2 separate regions of the Mus musculus genome follow, and region 1 is linked to region 2. A link is a contact called in public HiChIP or PLAC-seq data. All regions are on one chromosome and are shown on one strand. Each heading gives the region's core, a stretch centred on a gene start, on an enhancer-like site or on the middle of the called end of the contact. The rest is flanking DNA. Distances are from core to core; before and after follow the strand shown. Region 1 has its middle 29 kb from the start of Lamc2. Region 2 overlaps Nmnat2 (nicotinamide nucleotide adenylyltransferase 2).

Region 1 (3,825 bases), core at 1,087-3,586, 210 kb after region 2:
TGGAAGCTAGATGCAGAGTGTATGTATAGTAATGCTAGCTCTTTTTTGCAAACCTTAAATATCTTAAAATAAAAAGGTTTACAGAGCAGGAAAAAGAGTCAAGTGCAAAGCATTTCACTCTCATGAAACAATGCAGTGAGTGGAATTTACTCCAAGCAGACTGTTGTTGCTGAAAGCAAAGGGAAGTCACTGGAAATAGGGGAGACCTTCTGATGGGGAGATACACTGCAGATGAAGTTCTCTAGGAAGGATTAAACTGGGTGGAACTGGCTTGAGCAGAGGAAAGAGATGGGGGAGGGAGAGACAACCTTGAGAGAGGGGTGGCACTGGAGGGTGAGCAGGTTCAGAGTAACAATCATGCCTTGCTACCTTTAGAAGAGGAATCCATGTGACTGAGGATCATTCACATGGGTAGGATAGGGGCTTGGAGAGGGATTATTGGTCAGAAGCAGGAGAGACCGTGCAGAACGCTGGGCTCTCTCCACACTCCCTTCTCCGGCTCACCTTATGGATGTGGCATCGAGAAAATGACCACCAAGGCACAATTTTTACTTATTTATTTTTATGTTATGTTTAGATTGTTTTGTTGTTTTGCCTGCACGTATGTTTGTGTGTGTATACTATGCGCATGCCTGGTGGCAGCAGAGGTCAGGAGAAGGTGTCAGATCCTCTGGAACAGGAATTATAGCGGACTGGGAGCTACCTACCATGTGGGTGCTGGCAATTGAACCCCCCCCCCCCATTCTCTGCAAGTGCAACCCGTGCTCTTAACCACCAAGGCGCTGTCTCTCCAGCCCCATGAAGGCACTTTCTAAAACATCAAGCTATCCTGGCAGTGCCAACCCTCCCAGGATCCTCCTGTAGATTCTTAGAGCTCCCATCTGGCACCTGGTGACAACGTTCACCCCTTGGGCCAAGCCTGATGGTCTAGGACAGTCCGCTGAGACAGCACTGTACAGATTGTAGCAAGGAGGGCATCAGGTCTTCACATATTCTCTGAGCGCGCTGAACGTGTAATCATGGAAATCATAGCCTCTTGAGGTTTTGCCTTCCGTGCTGGCTCAGCAGCCCAGAAGCTTGTAATCTGCCATCGGACAGCCCATCTCTCAGACAGTCCTGTTCAAGCTGAGCTTGTGCTTACTCGGCACTAACCTCACACAGAGACCATTGTCAGGAGGAAAGAGGCAATCCATGGACAGTCTGGGGGCAACTGGCAGAGAAGAGGTTAAGGAGAATGAGACAGCTATCTTAGAAGAGACTGAGTACCCAGGATGGCTCTGGAAAGCTTTACCACGACCAAAAACAACAAAGCAAATCGGAGAGTTGCGCTGAGTTACTGAAATGGTGGAGGATCTCAGAGTGGTGGTAGACAACATAGGGTGGGTCCCAGTGGCACCAGCTGAAAAGTACAAAATTGGCTTTTGTTGCTTGCATTGTGGGAAGACAGAAAGATGGCCATCAAAGGTAGAACCAGGCATCTTCGTGGAGCATCATTTAAGTTCATTTGGACATCCTCATGGGAAGTGACACAATAGGTTACATTTTTTAAAATTAAAATTACATCTATTTATGTATGTGTCTGTGTGTGGGGTGCATGTGTACAGAGGTAGAAAAGGATTTACAAAGATCCGTTCTCTCCTGATACCGTTGTGGGTCCCAGGGGTGGAACTCAGGATGCCAGACCTAACACTGCTAAGCACACACCAGCCCCAACGAACCTTCCTTTTTATTTTTATTTGTTTGTCTTTGATACAGGGTCTCACTGTGTATCCCTGGCCAGCCTAGAACTCCCTGTAGAGGCTAGGGTGACTTAGGATTTACAGTGTTCTGCCTGCCTTCCAAATTCTAGGATTAAAGGCATGCACTTGGCAAGGTTACATACATACATAAGAGCCTGTTGCCAAACTTTTAACAGATACAAACTACTCTGAGTTATACCTTTATGGCCTGTATTCATTCTAAGGCTTAGGAGAACACAACTAATCAGTTAAAATTTTACTGAAAATCATTCCCAAGAGTTAGGGGATCGGATCAGGCTACCGGAGGGACTCTGGCTACAATCCACAGATGTGAAGGGATGGATGTGGGTCTATGTCATCGTGTGCTGTGCCATTTGGTTCCCGTGGTTTTGTTTATCTCCTTTCAAATAAGAGTCAGTCTATGCTCACTCAGGTAGGGCTGTGGGTGCAGAATGTGGGTGGAGGGAGGGGAGAAAAGCTAGCAGTTGCAAGATGAGGCAAACAGTCACTTCCCTGCCGCTGAGAAGACCTCAGTAACTGCTGCCTTCCAGCCTAAGGGCCTCCCTGCAGGTGGAAATGACTTGACAGACAATCAAGGGATGCTTGAATGATGAACGCATGCTGAGGGCGGGCATGCTAACAGCCAGGCAGGCCCATAATGCTAGACTCAGGATGGACCAGACGGTTCCAACAGAGTAGGTGACTCCTTGACATCAGGCTCCACTGTCCTGAGGGAAGGGAAGAAGGAACTTCTGACAGAGAGGAGTTAAAGCAAAGACAAAGCCAAGTACCAAGTTTCTTGGGTTTGAACTTCCAATCCACGCATCCTTTGACTTTTGATTGCACTTTTGCTATCTGGCTTTCCTTTCAGAAGGATGCGTTTCACTTTTGCTTCGGTGACCTCAAGTCTTTTTTTTTTTTTTCCTTTTTTTATTAGGTATTTAGCTCATTTACATTTCCAATGCTATACCAAAAGTCCCCCATACCCACCCACCCCCACTCCCCTACCCACTCACTCCCCCTTTTTGGCCCTGGCGTTCCCCTGTACTGGGGCATATAAAGTTTGCATGTCCAATGGGCCTCTCTTGCCAGTGATGGCCGACTAGGCCATCTTTTGATACATATGCAGCTAGAGTCAAGAGCTCCGGGGTACTGGTTAGTTCATAATGTTGTTCCACCTATAGGGTTGCAGATCCCTTTAGCTCCTTGGGTACTTTCTCTAGCTTGTGGAACGTATACTTGTTCAGAACTAGTGCTGCCTCTGAGATAAATTGAGGTTTGGTCTGCTGCTATGTATTGTAATGCTAAATTCTGTACCAGAAGGTCTAGGCCCACCAGTGAATTCTTACTTTTACAAGCTTTTGTTGTGCAATCCACGTTCTTTGATTTAAAACTAATGGTTAAATAAAATTGGTTACAGCCGGTTCCTGGGGGAATTAAGGTGGGTGGGTTTTGAGTTACCTGTTGGATAAGAGAGACCAGGAGGAGGAGGAAAAAACAAGAGGAGAGGAGGAAGCGACATGAGGGGAGATGGACTGTGAGCACATGGCCAGGAGAAACAGCAAGTATCTAGGATACACTGCTGGGGAGGCAGCCAGGCCAGCAGTGAAAAGAGTAGATTAGGGGTGACATTCCCCTCCCCCCAGTAACTGTCAAAGCCAAATCAAATAACCATAGCCTGAGTCTCATTTATTTGTAAGCTAGTCAGGGTTAAGTTTAAATTGGATGAGCTACTTAGTAGAACTGCACCCCACCCCCAATACTGCTTATTGATTTAAAAAGTACCCGTAAAGACTCTAAAAAATTGTGTTTATCTGTGAGTGTGTGTGCCTGTGCAACTGCGCCTGTCAGTGACATTGCTCCTTGAGTCAGAAGGGGGTGGTGGACCCTTCGGAGCTGGAGTTAGAGACATTTGTGAGCTGCCCAATGAAGGTGTTCACAACTCTCTCCCCTGCAGCCTGGTCCTCAGGATGAAGCAGTGCGTGCTCCTAACTTCCGAGCCATCTCTCTACCCCCCCCCCCCCACTTGTTAATACTTCATTTAAATCTGCTTACAGTGAACAGACACAATCCCACGCAAGTTAAA
Region 2 (3,533 bases), core at 58-2,557:
CCAAGCCCCCAACAGGGAACTGCTGGAGGGGGGGGGGGCGGGTGTTTGATTGTTGTTTTTTGTTTTCTGTCTCTCAGACCTGCTCTTCCATCTGAACTTGGGTCAAAGTGTGGCAGGATGTATTTACTTTGTATCTTTGCTTGATGTATTTACTTTGTATCTTGGTCACATCTATTGCTTTGTATCTTAGTTCCAGACTTTCCTTTTTCCCCACTGTCCTTCAGAAAAACATCCTGTGCAGGGTTCCCAGAGTGTTCTAGTGACTTTAGCATCTTCTCGGAGCTACCTAAGCACCTGGTCCTGTGTTTGATACTCTGTCTCTACGCCTCACCAACACTCTACTTTCCATTCATGTCATGATGTAAATGTAAGTTTTCAGAGGAAAGCTGTTGTGCCTGTTTTGTTGTTGTTGATTTATTTGTTTGTTTTTTGAAAGGTCTCTTTGAGCCTTGAACTTGCTACAATCTGAGGTTGACCTTGACTTTATTTATTTATTTTTATTTTTTTGGTTTTTCAAGACAGGGCTTCTCTGTATAGCTCTGCCTGTCCTGGAACTCACTCTGCAGGCCAGGCTGGCCTCAAACTCAAAAATTCACCTACCTCTGCCTCCCAAGTGCTGGGATTAAAGGCATGCGCCACCACTCCCAGGTGACCTTGAATTTATAATACTCCTTTCTTCCTCTCTTTTTAATTTTTGCCCAAGGTCAACATTTTAAAAGACAAATTAAAACAATATAAAAATATATAAAAAAAATATAAATTTGCGCTATGAATACTAACAGCAGACATCACCCTATTAGTGAAAAGTTGCTTGGGTTTTAAGAGACTCGTCCTTAGGTGTATCTGATTTGATCCAGAAACCTCCATCTTCTACTTATATAAACAGCGTCTGCAGTCTGACAAAATTACTTCATCTTCCAGAAGTAAATACCTCTCACCTCCTTGCTAGTTAACTCAGCTCATTTATATACCACGGACACAGTCAAAAGCAGTCATGTAGAAACTAAATTTTTTCTAGTTGATCTTATATCTGACATGATGGTGGGATCACTAGAGATCTGTAATCTATTGGGAGCCAGATGTAGGTCCAAGGTGAAACAAAACCATCTGAGGTTCAGACCTGCATGGTAGTGACTACATTTTCATGCTCTGAGATATAACAGGTGAAAAGGTCAGCTCAGGAACTTTGGGAAGGTCATGAAACCCTTGCCTCTCCGGAAGGGAGAGGCTAATTAACATTCCTCAGACCACAGGGAGGGAACCGACCTGCGGGTGGGGACACATTCCGCAGGACTGAACGTTGCGCACCTTCTGACAAGGGAAGTCCTTGTCACCTCATTTGCTAAAGACCAGTTTAAAGGGTGTACTGTGCTGCCAATCATATTGTGCCTAGTTGCTGATGCCCTGTTCTGCCCCTGGAAACCATATAAAAACTCACCGACAGAGTGCTGGGGGTTGCCGCCTGTCCTTTGAGTCTGGGAAGGACCCCAGTGCACCGGAACAATAAATTCCTCTTGCTTTTTGCATCGATCCTGCCTCTACATTGTCACTCAGAGAGTCCCCAGTAAGCTAAGGCTCCCTGGAGTCTTACACAGGTACATGCTAGCCTGCACACCCAGATGGGTGATACAAAGTACTGTGGGTTGTTCCCACACTGGCAGTACACCAGAAGTGGCTCACGACTCTGGATCTTTCTAATTCAGGTGGGACAGTATAGCTTTGAGGCTACAATGAAGTCTCTATTTGGACAGAACTAGGTTAAAATATTTGGCTTTGCCACTACTAAGGGAGTATTGTAAGACAAAATAAAATACTCTTTGTGGCTCATTGAGGAAAAAAATCTGGAGCAGTGGAGACCAGGGGGTCAGAAGTTCAACATTATCCTCATCTACAGAACACGTTGATAAATATAATTTTACAATCTGGCTGGATGTGGTGGCCCACGCCTGTAACCCCAGGGGATAGGGTAGGGAGATCAAGAGTTTTAAGGCCAACAGAAACTGCACAGTGAAATGCTAATTAAATTAAAATTTTTAATTATATACATATACCCATCTATAAAATGCAGAGATGGCCTACTTGTCACATTATTTTGAGGATTTAGGAAACTGAGTACTTTTCAAGTTAGAGGATCAGAAGCTGATTAATCTACCACAGATGATGGTATTGGTTCTTAATCTTTGTGGGTATCAAATCAATCCAGAAGATCAGCTAGAGCTCAGATGATGGCCCAAGCTTCCTTTCTGATGCAATGGATCTGAAACGGAGCCTCATATGCATTCCTGGGTCTCCATTGATACTGAGGCGGCTGAGCCAAACCAGTGACCAGTGACTAGGCAGTGATAGGCTTTAGGGATGGGGGATAAAGGGCTCTGGCAGAGCTAGATAGGCTCTAACTCATAGGGGCAAAATCTCAGCAGTCTCTGAGGAAACAGCTTCTAAGGAATTATGGGAAGGTGTGAGGAGGAGGAAAAGAGAGGCGTGACTTGGAGATTGGTGACCATGACACCACAACAGTATGGTCGAGACTGGGCAAGTGGGACTGTGACTCATCAGGGTACGGCTGAATGGACTGTGCAGGAGTCCATTCCATGGGCCAGGATGGAGCTGAGGCTGTGTGCTGTGCCCAGTGAGGAGACTTCTGAGCAGAACAGTGATGTTCTGAAACGTGACTCGCTGGCACTGCAAAGGGTGGACGAGAGGGAGGGCGGGGAAGGTGGAGGGAGAGCTGTTAGGAAGCTTTCAGAGAGTGCTGGCCTAGGTGGTGATTTGCTTGCTGAGTGATTCCTGTGGCGACTGAGAGAAGATTATAGTTTAGAAATAAAACAGGTAGAATTTAGCAGTGGATCGGATAATGGGGAGAAAGGAGAAAAGCAAGTTAAAGATGGTTCTTGGGAAATATGATAGAATTACATCAGCAGAGCAGATATGAGGAAGTGGGGAGGGAGTATCTGTCCCGCCCACCCTACATGTCAATCAATCAGCTGTCACCCTCATTTCCCTCCTTTTTAAAATCTTTGTCTTAAAGCCGACCTGTTTGCTCTGTCACTTGTCTTTGGGCTAATTGCTGTTTGCTGGGGCAAGAAGCTTTCAGAGGTAAGAGCAATGCTCAGTCTGGCAAGTCTGAGAAAGGCCTTGTGTCTGAGAAACAGTAGAAGCAGGATTGTCCAGACTCCTCAGACTCTGGCTCTGGATCTTTTCCATTCTGCTTATTTGCGCAGCAGGGTCTCGTGCATCCCAGTCCATCCCAATCTTAAATTCCCGATCCTCCTGTGTCTAGTTTCTAAGTGGTGGGATTACAGGCTTGCACAACTATGCCGGGTTTATGCCTCGTCAGGGCATTCAACCCAGGCCTTTGTGCATGGTAGGCAAGGAGTCTACCGACCGAGCCGCACACTCAGCCTTCTATCTGCTGAACTCATACTGTATTCACCACAGAGAGTTCAGTGTTATCCTCCGGCTTAACCATGGCAACAGTGGATGGAGCAATCTCCTCTTAGAGAGGGAGAGAGACAATTCCAGAGTGTGGGCAG

The links. HiChIP or PLAC-seq counts read pairs in DNA pulled down with a chosen protein or histone mark.
Region 1: an H3K27ac HiChIP or PLAC-seq map of embryonic stem cells shows a contact between it and region 2, with 5 read pairs. The contact joins two enhancer-like sites. A contact is called at or near these places in 1 of 115 datasets of contacts at active chromatin or transcription factors (embryonic stem cells) and 1 of 9 other capture datasets (adipose tissue).

What each region holds. Positions count from the first base shown.
Region 1 is chr1:153,213,560-153,217,384 of GRCm38.p6, forward strand. No RefSeq gene overlaps it. Among named protein-coding and RNA genes, the nearest start is that of Lamc2, 29 kb to the left of the region's middle. Within about 2 kb of position 2,337, at least 6 of the 459 cell types and tissues checked have an H3K27ac peak or open chromatin away from gene starts, as enhancers often do. A contact at or near this core is called in embryonic stem cells, where this site is marked.
Region 2 is chr1:153,008,229-153,011,761 of GRCm38.p6, forward strand. The region is part of intron 1 of Nmnat2 (nicotinamide nucleotide adenylyltransferase 2); the gene reads left to right. Among named protein-coding and RNA genes, the nearest start is that of Nmnat2, 55 kb to the left of the region's middle. Within about 2 kb of position 1,308, at least 51 of the 459 cell types and tissues checked have an H3K27ac peak or open chromatin away from gene starts, as enhancers often do. A contact at or near this core is called in embryonic stem cells, where this site is marked.